4 separate regions of the Mus musculus genome follow, and regions 1, 2 and 3 are each linked to region 4. Evidence: chromatin contacts called from public Hi-C data. All regions are on one chromosome and are shown on one strand. The core of a region is the stretch at or near the end of the contact, and the rest is flanking DNA. Distances in the headings are between cores, read along the strand shown. Region 1 overlaps Tgfbr1 (transforming growth factor, beta receptor I). Region 2 holds the start of Anks6 (ankyrin repeat and sterile alpha motif domain containing 6). Region 3 overlaps Tgfbr1 (transforming growth factor, beta receptor I). Region 4 overlaps Col15a1 (collagen, type XV, alpha 1).

What was found. Hi-C and Micro-C count contacts between places; a contact is called where the count stands out from the background.
Region 1: a contact with region 4 is called in a Hi-C map of Th2 cells, with 3 times the contacts expected there. The contact joins two enhancer-like sites. A contact is called at or near these places in 1 of 39 promoter capture datasets (the C10 cell line), 1 of 15 datasets of contacts at CTCF or cohesin (pro-B cells), 105 of 484 Hi-C or Micro-C datasets (the 63-12 cell line, the AtT-20 cell line, B cells and 69 more), 8 of 115 datasets of contacts at active chromatin or transcription factors (the HPC-7 cell line, acute myeloid leukemia, bone marrow-derived dendritic cells and 5 more) and 4 of 9 other capture datasets (adipose tissue, bone marrow-derived macrophages, liver and 1 more).
Region 2: a Hi-C map of cortical neurons shows a contact between it and region 4, with 2.3 times the contacts expected there. The contact joins the promoter of Anks6 here to the enhancer-like site in region 4. A contact is called at or near these places in 5 of 39 promoter capture datasets (the 3T3-L1 cell line, embryonic stem cells and hippocampal neurons), 8 of 484 Hi-C or Micro-C datasets (cortical neurons, embryonic fibroblasts, embryonic stem cells and 4 more) and 2 of 9 other capture datasets (adipose tissue and embryonic stem cells).
Region 3: a Hi-C map of bone marrow-derived macrophages shows a contact between it and region 4, with 44 read pairs. The contact joins two enhancer-like sites. A contact is called at or near these places in 1 of 15 datasets of contacts at CTCF or cohesin (CD8 T cells), 5 of 484 Hi-C or Micro-C datasets (the MC3T3-E1 cell line, bone marrow-derived macrophages, cochlea and 2 more), 2 of 115 datasets of contacts at active chromatin or transcription factors (the HPC-7 cell line and microglia) and 3 of 9 other capture datasets (adipose tissue, liver and pancreatic islet).

The regions. Positions count from the first base shown.
Region 1 is chr4:47,405,681-47,408,699 of GRCm38.p6, forward strand. Tgfbr1 (transforming growth factor, beta receptor I) reads left to right here. Exons shown (of 9, transcript NM_009370.3): 8 at 1,242-1,372. Among named protein-coding and RNA genes, the nearest start is that of Gm32435, 33 kb to the left of the region's middle. Within about 2 kb of position 1,746, at least 34 of the 459 cell types and tissues checked have an H3K27ac peak or open chromatin away from gene starts, as enhancers often do. A contact at or near this core is called in Th2 cells and neural progenitor cells, where this site is marked.
Region 2 is chr4:47,055,559-47,058,809 of GRCm38.p6, forward strand. Anks6 (ankyrin repeat and sterile alpha motif domain containing 6) reads right to left here and starts at 1,748. Exons shown (of 16, transcript NM_001356426.1): 1 at 1,391-1,748. The coding sequence starts at 1,722.
Region 3 is chr4:47,377,183-47,380,408 of GRCm38.p6, forward strand. All of the region lies in intron 1 of Tgfbr1 (transforming growth factor, beta receptor I), which reads left to right. It also overlaps a transcript of Gm32435 not described here. Among named protein-coding and RNA genes, the nearest start is that of Gm32435, 4.3 kb to the left of the region's middle. Within about 2 kb of position 1,454, at least 3 of the 459 cell types and tissues checked have an H3K27ac peak or open chromatin away from gene starts, as enhancers often do. A contact at or near this core is called in bone marrow-derived macrophages, where this site is marked.
Region 4 is chr4:47,233,050-47,236,373 of GRCm38.p6, forward strand. All of the region lies in intron 2 of Col15a1 (collagen, type XV, alpha 1), which reads left to right. The region is part of intron 3 of Gm32317 (a long non-coding RNA gene); the gene reads right to left. Among named protein-coding and RNA genes, the nearest start is that of Gm32317, 11 kb to the right of the region's middle. Within about 2 kb of position 1,997, at least 63 of the 459 cell types and tissues checked have an H3K27ac peak or open chromatin away from gene starts, as enhancers often do. A contact at or near this core is called in Th2 cells, adipose tissue, bone marrow-derived macrophages and 4 more, where this site is marked.

The DNA of each region.
Region 1 (3,019 bases), core at 496-2,995, 170 kb after region 4:
TTGTCATGAGAAGTTAGTCCAGAGTTGTTTTCTTTTTTCTTAACTGAAACTATAGTGGGCAGTCTGACAGGTGACCACTGAGAATGCCACAGAGAACAAAAGATCATCCGGCCAACACACAGTTTATCCAGCTGTTTCTCCTGCTGTTTTAGTCTCAGTGTCAGAACCCAGCCTCTTGCTATCATCTTGCTTATTTGAAAGGATACCTGAGAAACTGTTTCTAGTATGGACTTGGCTAAAAAGCCTTAAAAACAAAACCAACAAGAAAACCTTTTTTTAAAAAACGACTATTATTGTTTTTGTACAGCTTGATGATTGAAGATCTATATAATGATAATTGCATTAACATTGCATGCTTTTTAGATTGTTTGTTTTTACTTTTGGTTTTGTATTAGGCTGAGAACTTGTCAGTGTGTGCTCAAAACACTGCCTCTTAGGCTTAGGTATCCTGGCTAGGACTTAGGACTTCAAGATTTTTAGACAGTGAGAGATAAGAGTATATTTGGTATTATAGCAAATAGGACATGTTATTTACAGACACAGGCAGAAGGAAGAGATTTGTATCTTAAGCTAGCCTTGTGGGATTCACATTTTCTTACAAGAATATATCCATGCATCCAGTGAGAAACTGCAATCACAATGAGATCTCATCTTCTGACTAATCGACTTATAGTCAAAATCTCAACCTGGTCATCATAGCACACAAGGCTCAAAGTTGTCCTGGTTTCTTTTTCTGTTGCTGTGATACATACTCAGTCAAAAGTAGTATCAGGGAGAAAGGGTTTATTGTGACTTACAGTTCCAGGTTACAGTCTATCATTCAGGGATGTCACAGTGGCAGGAGCCTGAGGGAGCTGGTCATATCACATCTACTGCCAAGAGCAGAGACCAGTGAGTTCGTGCTTTCTCTATTTTATACACCCCAGCATCCCTTGCCCAAGGTAAAATGAGTCCTCCTGTGTCAATTCTGTTAATCAAAAATAATCCTCATAGGTATGCCCAGAGGCCTGTTTCTCAGGTGATTCTAGATTTTGTCAAGTTGACAGCACTATCCTTCACAAAAGTGCAGGCATGGTGATGACTCAAGTAGGTGGGTTATTGCTGCAGATGTGAGTTAGATACGGAAAGCTGTGAGCCTTACTTCCCTACCTGAGGAATTATGAACCACTGTAATGAGCCTCACAAGTAATCCTTCCAGTGACAGGGCAGTGGATTAAATTGGACTTTTTAAACCAATACAGGAATCCATGAAGACTATCAGTTGCCTTATTATGATCTTGTACCTTCTGATCCATCGGTTGAAGAAATGAGAAAAGTAGTTTGCGAACAGAAGTTAAGGCCAAATATTCCAAACAGATGGCAGAGCTGTGAGGTAAGTGTTTCCTTTTGATACAAGGCTCTTTGCTAAACTGTTTCTACTTAGTAGGCAGATATTTGTTACTTTTCTGTAAGGAAAAATGCAAAGGTTCTTTTTCTTTTTCATAAACTAATAAGATTTAGTAAAAGTATTAAAAAGACCATGAAACATTTGCAGTGGTCACTGGCATGTCTGATCATCCTTAGATATGCCAAATGAAGTAAAATGCCTGCTGATGGAAGGAATGCCTCCCTCCAGCCAGTGCAGCCCAGAGTCATATGACAGACACTGGGCAGGAATAAGGAGGCCTGCCAGTACTAGCTTGACTCAGACATGAACAGGTTGCATCAGTTCTCTGGAACTTAGCACCCTTTGTAAGATGAGGCGCTTGGGTGTGATCACTGCAGGGAACTTCAGAGGTATGACCTGTATTCCTAGGCTATGCAGGGCTGCTCCTCCGAGGGAGGGGGTGCTTTCCAACAGAGTCCAACAGAGTCATCCCCAGCTTTTATAGAATGTTGTAGGAATTCATTCTTAACTGTAAATTCAAAGAAGTCATAAAACAAATTTTATTAACAGCTGTTACTGTTAGATGTTAATGTACCAAAGTGTGCCTTCCAGATTGGAAGTTTAATAGTTTAAGTGGACTTTCAAAAAAAGAAAGAGTGTCACCTCAGTGTCACTTCTGACATCATTGTGCTCTCTCTAGCTGGCATGAGGCTGAGATTGTAAAGTGCATGCTTAGTATACTGGAGGCTAGGGATTGCTCCTCGACACCACTTTGCGCTAGGGTGTTGCTACACACGCTTGTCCTACCAGTATCCCAAGGTGAAAGCAGGATAGCCGGGAATTTAAGCTCAACGTCAGCCAGTTCCTGGCCAACCTGGGCTACAAAGACTCTATCTCAAAATCACAACAAAGTTAGACCTCTTAATGAGGCCCCAAGGAGTTGTACTAAGGTAGTATTTTGTGATTTTAAGAAAGTTCTTATAGTTGGTAATTTCTACAAAGTTCTACTCTGCTTTGTTGGAAAAGTGCCAAATATATGCATCCTAGAAAAAAAGTCCAGTGGAACACATACCCAGATGTTAACAGCAGACTATGAGAGAAGTGAACTTAGAGAAAGGATGTCTTCTTTTTCCTTAAGAAATGTTTTAAAGTGTTTCAAAAAATTGTAAGACACCTTAAGCAAAATACAATGTGCAGACCCAGAGAAGACAACTGAGTATGCCCAGAGTTCATGTGATAGACCTCAGCACACAAAAGTGTGCTTTAAAATTGTCTCTGGGTACTTGATAGCACAGACATGAAGTATTCACACTCATTTATTAACTGAAGCAGTTTAGAGACAGATGTCTTTTAAGCAGGAAGAAGTTGGATACTATTAAGGACATGTGCGGTTCATAGTTACTGTTATAGAATGCTGATTAATGCCATTGCTGCTGCGTTATTTTCTCAATTTGATAAGATTAGTTTTCTGTGTACTTTCTGCTATTTCAAGTTTCTACTTTTCTAGGGTTTTAAAGTCTCTCAGTTGAAACACATAAGTGTATGGAACTGGCTAAGCTTGCTGGCACAGGCCTATAATCCCAGCTGCTCAGGGGGCTAAGGCAAAAATATCATAAGCTCAAGCCTGCCTGTGCTATAGAGCTCTAATATAAG
Region 2 (3,251 bases), core at 498-2,997, 180 kb before region 4:
CAGAGGAGTATGGTGGGAGACAGCTACAGAGGTATCTGCGGACAAGGGTGAGGGGATGGAGAGGAAGACGGAGGGGGGTGCATTCTGGGGATATCACAAGCCATTGAGGGGGTACCTAGGCAGGAGAAGGCTCACCTGGAGGAAGAGTAGATACTGCCCCTAAGGGGAAAGGGACCTAGGAAAAAGGTTTTACGGTCACCTCTGCTGCCCTGGCATTCTCCACCGGTACAACCTGCTATGTGACTGAAAGCTATGCTCACTCTCAGGACTCTCCCTCTAGGGCTAGAGAGATGGCTCAGCAGTTAAGAGTACCTGCTGCTCTCAAAAAGATGCCAGGTTTGGTTTCTACCATCTGTGTCTGTACCTCCAGTTCCAGGATACCCATCGCCCTCTTCTGGCTTCCCTCAGACACCAGGCACACATGTGGTGCACATATACACAGGCGCTCATACACATAAAATAAAAACAAATCTAAAAACAAAACAAGCATTGTCTCTTTTCTTGTTTTTTTACAGCTCAGTATATTTATACGAGTCAGAAATCTAGAGATGGATTTTGCTGCCTCTCCCAACCCCTTCGCAGGGTCACACAACCACGAGGATCAACTTCAGGTTTATCCAGGCCACTAATTGTCTCTTCCTTGGCTGCTGTCTTCCTAGCCAGCCTTCCTGACTCTGGCCCATCTCTCTGCCTATTCTCACAGGTGCTGAATGTAACTTACCCGAAACAAAAGTCTGTTCCGGTCACAGTGCCCTGTGCCTTCCACACTCCTGATCATCCTTAGATTGTGGGTTTCTGTTCAGCCCCAATCTGGCACCTACTTTCTTCCTCCAATGGTGGGCTTGTCTCCAGCCCCCTCTGGGTCGCAGCATCCTCCCAGTTGTCTGACCACCTTTCATCACTATGTGTCTGCAGTGTGCTTGTTCTCCCTCGCTTCCTCGTTTTCCGGTCCTGGATAACTCTTACAAATCCTCGAGTCTTAACACCTCATTTCCACTAAAAATCGCCTCTATTCCTCCAACTGGGTCAGCTACTACTGTCAGACCTTCCAGATCAAGAATGCTACTTTATTTACCCACCCACCCCACTCATATCCCCAAAATAGGGACTTAATTGGATCCCAGTTATCTATTCGGTCAACCCCCAAAGCCAGGGTGAGTAGACAGATTCTTAGGAGACCCTTGATGCAAAACGGAATGAATGAACGTCTAGAAGATGCACTCCGCAGCCTCCACACTGTTCAGAAGCCAAAGTTTCTAACATCCCTAATCTTGTGTTTCTGAAACCGCCCTTTTATTTCCATCATACAGATGACCAAAAGGCAAAGCTCCAAGTCTGCCATTCGCACTCTCACGAGTCCCGGACTCTCTCCTTCCCGGTCCCCGCTCACCTGGCCGCCTGCATGAGCGCGCTCCAGCCGTAGTGGTTGCGGCTGTTGACCGAGGCTCCGCGGCGCAGCAGGAACCTTACGAGTGGCTCGTGGCCACCGGCCGCCGCCAGCTGCAGCGCCGAGTTGCCCGCCTCATCGGAACAGTCCACCGGCACCGGCGCCCCGGCCTCCGCTGCCCGGACCGCCTCGGGCCCTGCCGGCTCCGCTCCCGCCTCGGGCCCCGCGACCGGGTCCGCGCCTGGCTCCAGCAGGCGCCGCGCCGTGTCGGTGTCACCCTGCTCGCAGGCGCGGAGCAGCAGCTGCAGGCCGGGGGCCAGCGCGCCCTCGCCCATCGCTGACCGCCCGCTCCGCGCCGCCGCCCGCTCCCACCCCGGGGCCGCGCGCGTGCCCGCCGTCCGCAGGCCCGCCCCCTGGGTGCGCGCGCGCCTCCGGGGTCGCGCCTGATGGGTACGCGCGCGCAGGGCCCGCCTCCCGCCTTGGAGGGTGGGCCTGTGACTGTGCGGTCACTCTTCAGTCTTCCTGTTCGTTCCTACTGAATCCGACCTCTGGGCCTAGCTTAGAACTCATCTCGCATCTCTACCGACCCCAGACCGGCCCGCATTTCACTAGCGCTCCCTAAACAGTCGCAGGCTGAATCGGGACGAATGGGTCAGCCCCGTCGTTTGCCGGAGCAGCCCTGCAGTGCTGAGTTCTTCATCTGTGTCAAGCTACCCGCCCATCTATCTCTTGTTTTTGACAGGGGGGGGGGGGGGTCACCACTACCGCAGTAACTTACATGTTACAGATAGAGATTTTTCTAGCCACACCCCAGACCCACTGTCGGAAACTCAGTGTGGGACCAGCAACTGTTCTGGTCCCAAGCCCTCCTGTATATCACACAAACAGTAGGAACCACCGACTGGTCCCCAGGGCAGTCCTTGTAGCCACCCTAGAGTTTCAGATGATTATTCCAATCTACAGTAGACGAGTGACCGGGAAGGTTGTATGTTGCTATAGTCTGCACAGATCTGCAGGCGCTGCTGTGGCTAGGACTCAGGTCTTCTGACATCAAGTTCATCTCTCTTTCCGGACTCAACAAGTATGTATTGGATGCCTGTTAGTGCCAGGCACAGCTCTTCGTGCCGCGAACGTTTGCAAGATAGCATCTCTGCCTTCTAGGATCTGACCCACCCATACAGGCTATAAAGATATGCTGTGGTAATAAACTTGGCTGCTGAATGGTAGTTGAGTGCTGTTGACACAGTAAACGGAACATGAATCCAAGCAAAATCGGGTAGAAGGTGGAGCATTGTTTCATAATTGAGCCAACAAGAGAATTACTGAAAATATAACACTTGCAAAAACCTTAAGGAAGAGAGTAAGCCATGAGGACATTTTGGGGAAAAGAAGCTAATTAAGCAGAAAGCAAGACGCAGTTCACAGCATATGTGTCCTTACAGCATGGACACTTCCATAGGAAGAGACAACTGGTTTCCCTAGATGGTTAGTAGTGCCCGCCCAAACCCAGCAAGAAGCCAGACATACAAGGCAAGGCTGTTACATGTCCCAACAGTGTGTCATGATAACAGCGTAACTGTTAGGTCTGAGGACAGTTATTGAAAGTGTCCCCTGACTTCCACATTTGTTGTATGGCATGCACAGGCACACACACAATAAATAAATATGTCAGCTATGGTGGTGCATGCCTTTAATTACAGCATTGGGAAGCAGAGGCAGACAGGTCTCTATGAATTTGAGGCCAGCGTGGTCTGCATAGTGAGCTCTGGGCCAGCCAAGGCTATATAGTGAGTCCTTTTCTCAAAAACAAAACAGAATAACAACAACAACAATAATAAATATAATTTAAAATAAACAAATAAAG
Region 3 (3,226 bases), core at 204-2,703, 140 kb after region 4:
AATTAAATAAATCTTACAATGTCTCATTCATTTGGGAGCTAGTCAGGGATAAAGAAAAACTGCCACTTTAAAAAATGCACTTACATACTTGAACATTCATGCTTATAGTTTCACTGTTCATAACAGCCAGAGAATGTAACCACTTAGATGTCCATCAGCAGATAAATGCACATAAACATAGTCCATGTATACAGTGGAATTTTGTTCAGCAGTATCAATTTAGGAAAATGGATAGAACTATAAATCATGTTAAATGAAGTAAACCAGACACAGAATGACAGATGCTGTTTTCTCTCATGTGAGACCTGGATTTAACTGTGTGTATGATAGATCTAGAACAGGGACTGTCAGGATGTGAAGGATCTTACTTTAGAATGCACTGGAATACATAAGACATAAAAAGAGACTATTTGTAAAGGGAAAGGTGATGAGGAGAGGACATGGGTGAATTGCAATATATTGTAATGATACATATGTGTAACAATGCAATAATAACATCCATTACTTTGTATACTAGCTTAAAATGTTTAAAAATGGAAACAAGACCTAGTTTAATTAAAGATATTTTAATTACATTTTTATTTGGGATGTAGTACTTATAAGAGAAAATGTACCCCACTGTACATGTATGTCAGTCAGAGGACAACTTAAGAGTCAGTTTCTCCATCTACCATGTGGGTTCTGGTGATCAAACTCAGGTCCCCAGGCTTGGTGGGAAGTGGCAAAGAGCTACTGAGCATTTTGCCAGCCTCACTTTTTTTTTTTTTAAGATTTATTTATTTATTTATTATATGTAAGTACACTGTAGCTGTCCTCAGACACCCCAGAAGAGGGAGTCAGATCTCATTACGGATGGTTGTGAGCCACCATGTGGTTGCTGGGATTTGAACTCCTGACCTTTGGAAGAGCAGTCGGGTGCTCTTACCCACTGAGCCATCTCTCCAGCCCCCAGCCTCACTTTTACTTTAAAAAATTATTTGTGTGTACTGTGTGTGTGTAGAGTTCAAAAGACAATTTTGGGAGTTGCCAGCCCAAAGCCCTATTTTAATAAAAGAGGAGAGAGGGGGAGGCTGGAGAGATGGCTCATTGGTTAAGAACACACAAACACATGCTATTCTGTCAGAGGACTAAGTTCTGTTCCCAGTACCCATATCAGGTGTGCACAACAGCCTATAACCCTCTCGTCTGGCCTCCCCAGGCACCATATGCACATGACATACACACAGAGGCACTGAAACATACACATAAAGGAAAAACATTAAAATTAAAAATAGGAATGAGATAACCCAGATCTATTTAATAATAAAGTCAGTTATAATTTTAGGGGGAGATAAAGTGCTGAGTTTTGAAACCAAGGTCTTGCACATGCCAGGCATTACCACTGACTACGTCCCTAACCCCTGATTTTTTTTTTTTTTAAGAAGCAATCTTACTGTGTATGTAATTCAGGCTATTTTGGAATTTTGGATTCTCTTGCCTCTGCCTTCTAAGCACTAGAATTAAAAGTGTGCACTACACACTTAGCTTACAGACTTCAACTTGTAAGAAATGAGAATTAAGATATATGTTCATGAGAATCTGTTTCTGTTTAATTTACATAAACTATTTTACTATGTCATATGTCTCAGTCAGGGTTTCTATTACTGAGACGAAACACCATGGCCAAAACAGAAGTTTGGCTTACATTTCCAGATCACAATCCATCATTGGAGGAAGTTAGAACAGGAACTCAAGCAGGGCTGGAACCTGGAGGCAGGAGCTGATGCAAGAGCTCTTAGAGGAGTGCTGCTTACTGGCTTGCTTCCCTGGTTTGTTCTTATAGAACTGAGGACCACCAGCTCAGGGATGGTACCACTCAAATGGGCTGGGCCCTCCCCTATTGATCACTAATTGAGAATATGCTGGATCTCATGTAGGCATTTCCTCAACTGAGGCTTCTTTCTCTGTGATGACTCTAGCTTGTGTCAAGTGGACACACAAAACCAGCCTGTACATCATATAATAGCAATCCTATATTCAGTCATCTGATTTAGTTTGGAAAAATGGAATTTTAAAATTCCCTCAAGACATAAACCCTTGCCTGGCTAAGCATTGTGTTATAGGATGTTTATATTGTCTAGTGACCTTTCTTGTTAAAGACTAGTAAGAGAAGCCCTTCAGCATTGGCGTTTTTCAAAATTTCATCATATGTAGACCTCTTTGAAATGAAAAGTGCAAAACAATTTTTCACACTATTCCTTAAATTGTAAACATGAAACTAGAAAATGTAAAACTTAATGTTTTGGGTTTATTTACAAGTATAAATTAAATCTGTAAATTAGAATCAAGGACAATTACAAATAATAGAATGTAAATTAATACAATTATTTGGTGTGACAATTGATGCTTCTGTTTTATTGTAGAAATAAGATGACCTTAGGTCTGATTCTGTTTTTATATCTGTTTCACTGTTATAACTGCAGTGATAATAAATGCTGCAAGTGGCTGCTCTGGTCAGTAATGTTCAAGATAGTATTAATGACCTCAGGGCTTGTTGGGAAGTTTAGGATAATGAGATCTCATACCTAACCAAAGCTAGGAAGCAGTTCTCAAATATCAGTTTGTTTACTGGAAGATGTGGCTCACATTATACTATAATTGAAGTCTTCACTAAATGGTTTTCTAAACCAATTATTGGAAGTTAGAACAAAAAGTGTTGTTGAATATCACAGCCATATATACTGCTAGTGAATGTTTGCCAAATGTCCTACAAAGAAAGGATTTGTGTAAGGCTTGCATGGACTCGGGGCACTGGCTATTTCAACTCTGCCAGGTTTACATTGTGCTGTGTTTTTAAGTGTTACTTAATCCTGTGATTTAAGTGTTACTTGTATGTTTTTATTGTATACATATTGTGAAGCTGTCTGTATGTAAAGTGTGCCACATGGACACTTGACCAGAATGAGCTTTTCACATAACTATAGAAACAGCAGTGAAAGTTTTGTAATGCTTGTGAAGATAGATGGTGGTTACTCAGGATCCAGAATGTTTGTCATTGTAGATAGATTATCTTTGGAATGAAAATGTCTATGTGACTCATAGACTGCATTTCTCTCCTTGATGTTTGTGACCTCTTGTTTGGGCAACTATTTAGCAAATGTATTTTTCTGATACTATGCTATCTAGAGATCCAGAATAAAACAAGATAGCTCAACACAGCCCTTCCTAAAGTAAGGAGAGACACTAA
Region 4 (3,324 bases), core at 747-3,246:
GAGCAGAGGAGAGAGGGAAGGAGAGAAAAGGAGAGAGACAGAGAGAGAGAGAGAGAGAGAGAGAGAGAGAGAGAGAGAGAAAGACTTGCTTGAGGGAGTGCTCACACAGTAACTTCATTGAGAAGGAAAATTCTTTTGCTATATATGAAAACCGGAAAAAGGAAGAGGCGTTCTCAGTTTACTTGGAGAAAAATGCTCTTCTGTAATTCAGAAAAATGGGGTCTTTGATCACCGCCCGGCCAGGTCTCCTTTCTAAGTGGGCCCAGGACTTTTCCCTGGCAGGAAAACATTCTTCTAAGAAGTGCTTTGGGAGGTAGGTTTGTCTAAGAACCTCTTGCACCGTGCTGTGTTCATGTCCCTCACGTAGGGAGTCAGGTAGTCCCAGGGTCTCTTGAGGCTGGAGGGTCCTTGCAGTTTCCTTCCAGGGTGGGGCTGGCTTTCTTTACAGGCAGAGTGTGATGACATTATCGAGGGCGCCGCTGCTTCCCAGTTCTAGCGAGGCCAGGAAGTCTGTGGGAGAACTGTTCTCCTGGCCCCTGCAGGAGTCATTTCTTCCAGGCCTGAAGGAATCGCTGCCTAGGGTGGTTAGAAAAACTGGGAGGCAGACGAGGAGGATGAGGGATTGGAGGCACTCCGACCTGGCAGGGGCCTTGGGAAAACATTTAGGCCAGACTCTAGTTCGCAGATATTGAGCCAGAGACTTGGAAGAAGCAAAGAGACTTCTGAAGCCATGTGTGGAGTTGGTGATTGGAGGCTGTCTTAAAGGCTAGTGCCATTTCTAGTACCCTTGTGACATCTGAGAGACCACCGTATGGAAGTTGACATTTTTGTCTACCCAGGGGCCAGAGCTCTGCCAGCTGGCAGGGTGGGGCAGCCACAGGGAGGATAGGCTTAGCTCAGCCTGAGCAAAACCCTTGAAGACTTATTATTTTCTTAGGGCTGTTGACTAGGAGTGAGCTCTCCAGCAGTGGAGGTGAGCAAGAAGAAAGCAGGTGGCCTTTGATGGGTGTGGACTGGGGGATATTGTCCACAGAAAGAGAGATTTCTTTTTCAGAAGTCTGCAGCTGGTTAAACTCCTCATGCCTTTTCTTTCCAGACAGTGAGAGCCAGAGAAACGACGGGTGTGGGGTGTGCCTTAGTCCTTGGGGCCAGTTTTCTGCATAAATGTTCAAGGAAAAAAAAATCTTAGATGGACCTGTTACCAGAGGCCTGTATGTGGTTTCAGCTATGGGGAGGCTGAGGCCAGCTTGGGCAATTTAGTGAAACCATGTCTTGAGATAAAAAGTAAAAAAGGCTAAGGGTAGGCCCAGCAATGCAGATTTTCCCTAGCATCTGTGAAGAATGGAGAATCAAAATTCAGAACTGACAACAAACTATATTAATAATCCTAAGAAGGATGGGCATTGCTGTTCCCAGTAAGATAACTGGGAAGTGACAAGGGTGATATAGGGGTCCTCCTTCAGCCTTAGAGCGATAGTTGAGGTAAACACAGGGAATTCTGGACTGGAGGAGCCATGATAGGGTTCTAAAGACAGTCACTCCCACCTTACCCTGAACGGCCCCTTGATTGCTTGCTGGCTGTAGCCCAGGCTACAACCACCATGGAGCGTCCTTGACCAGAGGGACTACACACACCATAGATGAAGAGCAGCTAAGTGTTCTGTCAGCTTTCTAGGCATGAATGGGAAGCTCTGCCAAACAGAGAAGAATATCTTTGCCTCCCCAGGCAATCCACGTTGGAAAACAGGATGAGAGCTCTTCCTCTGGGTTCTAGGCTCAGCGTGGTCACAGAGTACTGCATAATGTCATGCCTCTGCTTCCGGGGCCTCTGCTTCCGGGGCCTCTGCTTCCGGGGCCGCTTTCAGATCTCTGTGGTTGGGATCTGGGTTCCTCATGGTTCCTCCAAGCCAAGAGCACTCAGTATTCCTCGGACCCCGGTCTGTAAGTTCTGAGAAGACGCGGGTCCCCGCGTGGCCGCTAGGGGCCGCTGCCGAGCCCAGTGGTGGAGCGTTCCTGGCTGTGCAGCAAGGCTCTTGGGACTTCTCCATATCCCAGCCTTGACCTGGTGCCAGAGGAAAGCAACTAAGTCTCTTGAGGCTTCAAATGCTGACAAGCAAGAGCCCTGGGCTCAGGTCCCAGATGGTCATCTGTGGGATAGAGCTTTGCAAAGCCAGATACGGTTCCCTAGGGACATCAGGCTCCAAAGGCCAGACAGGAGACCCCACAGATGGAAAGGCTGATCCAACCCAGTGCACAGAAAGGGAAACTGAGGCTGGAGTGCAAAAGGAGATATAGGTGTCCAGGGGTCTGTGGCACAGAGGAGGGATCTTGTTTCTTGCCTCCTCCAAATGCTGAACCTACCAGTCCAGTTTGTTTCTTCACTGTTAGGATTCTTTCCTGGTTTCCATGGAAACTGGCATCCGGACCCTTGGGAAGAGAGTGGCACCCTGTGGGGACTGCTCAGATTTTCCTCTGCAGTGTTCTCTAAAGCCTTCTGATGATTTCTCCCTATGCCCTAGGGAGGGGCCACCCTGAAATCACTGAGGATTCTGCACCGAACTTTCCAAGGGCAAGAGGCCCAGGCTGTTTCTGTCTGTCTTCCTTTCCTCAGGCCACGTTGCAGACTACCAGCTCTGCCAAACCCTGTGATTGTACAGGGAGGGATGCCTGTAGGATGAAAGTGGAATTCCTTGTGTTGGGGTACAATTGACCGAGCCTGGAAATACTGGTGAGAAGATGCAAAAGATAGTATTAGGGTTCTGGAGAGATAGATAGCTCTGTGCTTAAGAGCACCCACTCTCTGGCAGAGCACCTGGGCTCACCTCCCTGCAGCCACACAGTGCCTTGTAGCCATTTCTTGTTCCAGTTCCAGGGGATCAGACATTCTCTTCTGACCTCCGCAGAGATTGCATGTTCATGGTGCAGGGACATAAATGCAGGCAAAACACTCATGCATATAAAAAACTTTAAAAAATAATAGTGACTTAGAAAACAGCATGAGAACAGAAGAAAGAAGAGAAGAAGGAGGGAAGGAAAGAGGGGAGGGTAAGAAGATGATAATTTCTGTGTCCCTCACACTCCACTGAAGATAGATCCAGAAACTCATAAATGCTAGGCTCTACCCCTGACCCCAGATGTGCCCAGAATGGAATTTTGACTCTGTGTTGAAGGAACCAGGGAGCTATTGAAAGCGTTGGTTGAAAAGCGTTGGTTGAAAGCGTTGGAGCTCGCAAATAGCATGAACAGATAACCGCTAACCGTTCCTAGATAATGAGCTTCTGGTCTGGGTTCAGCTCCCTCCACATCTTCAGCACTATACGAGGC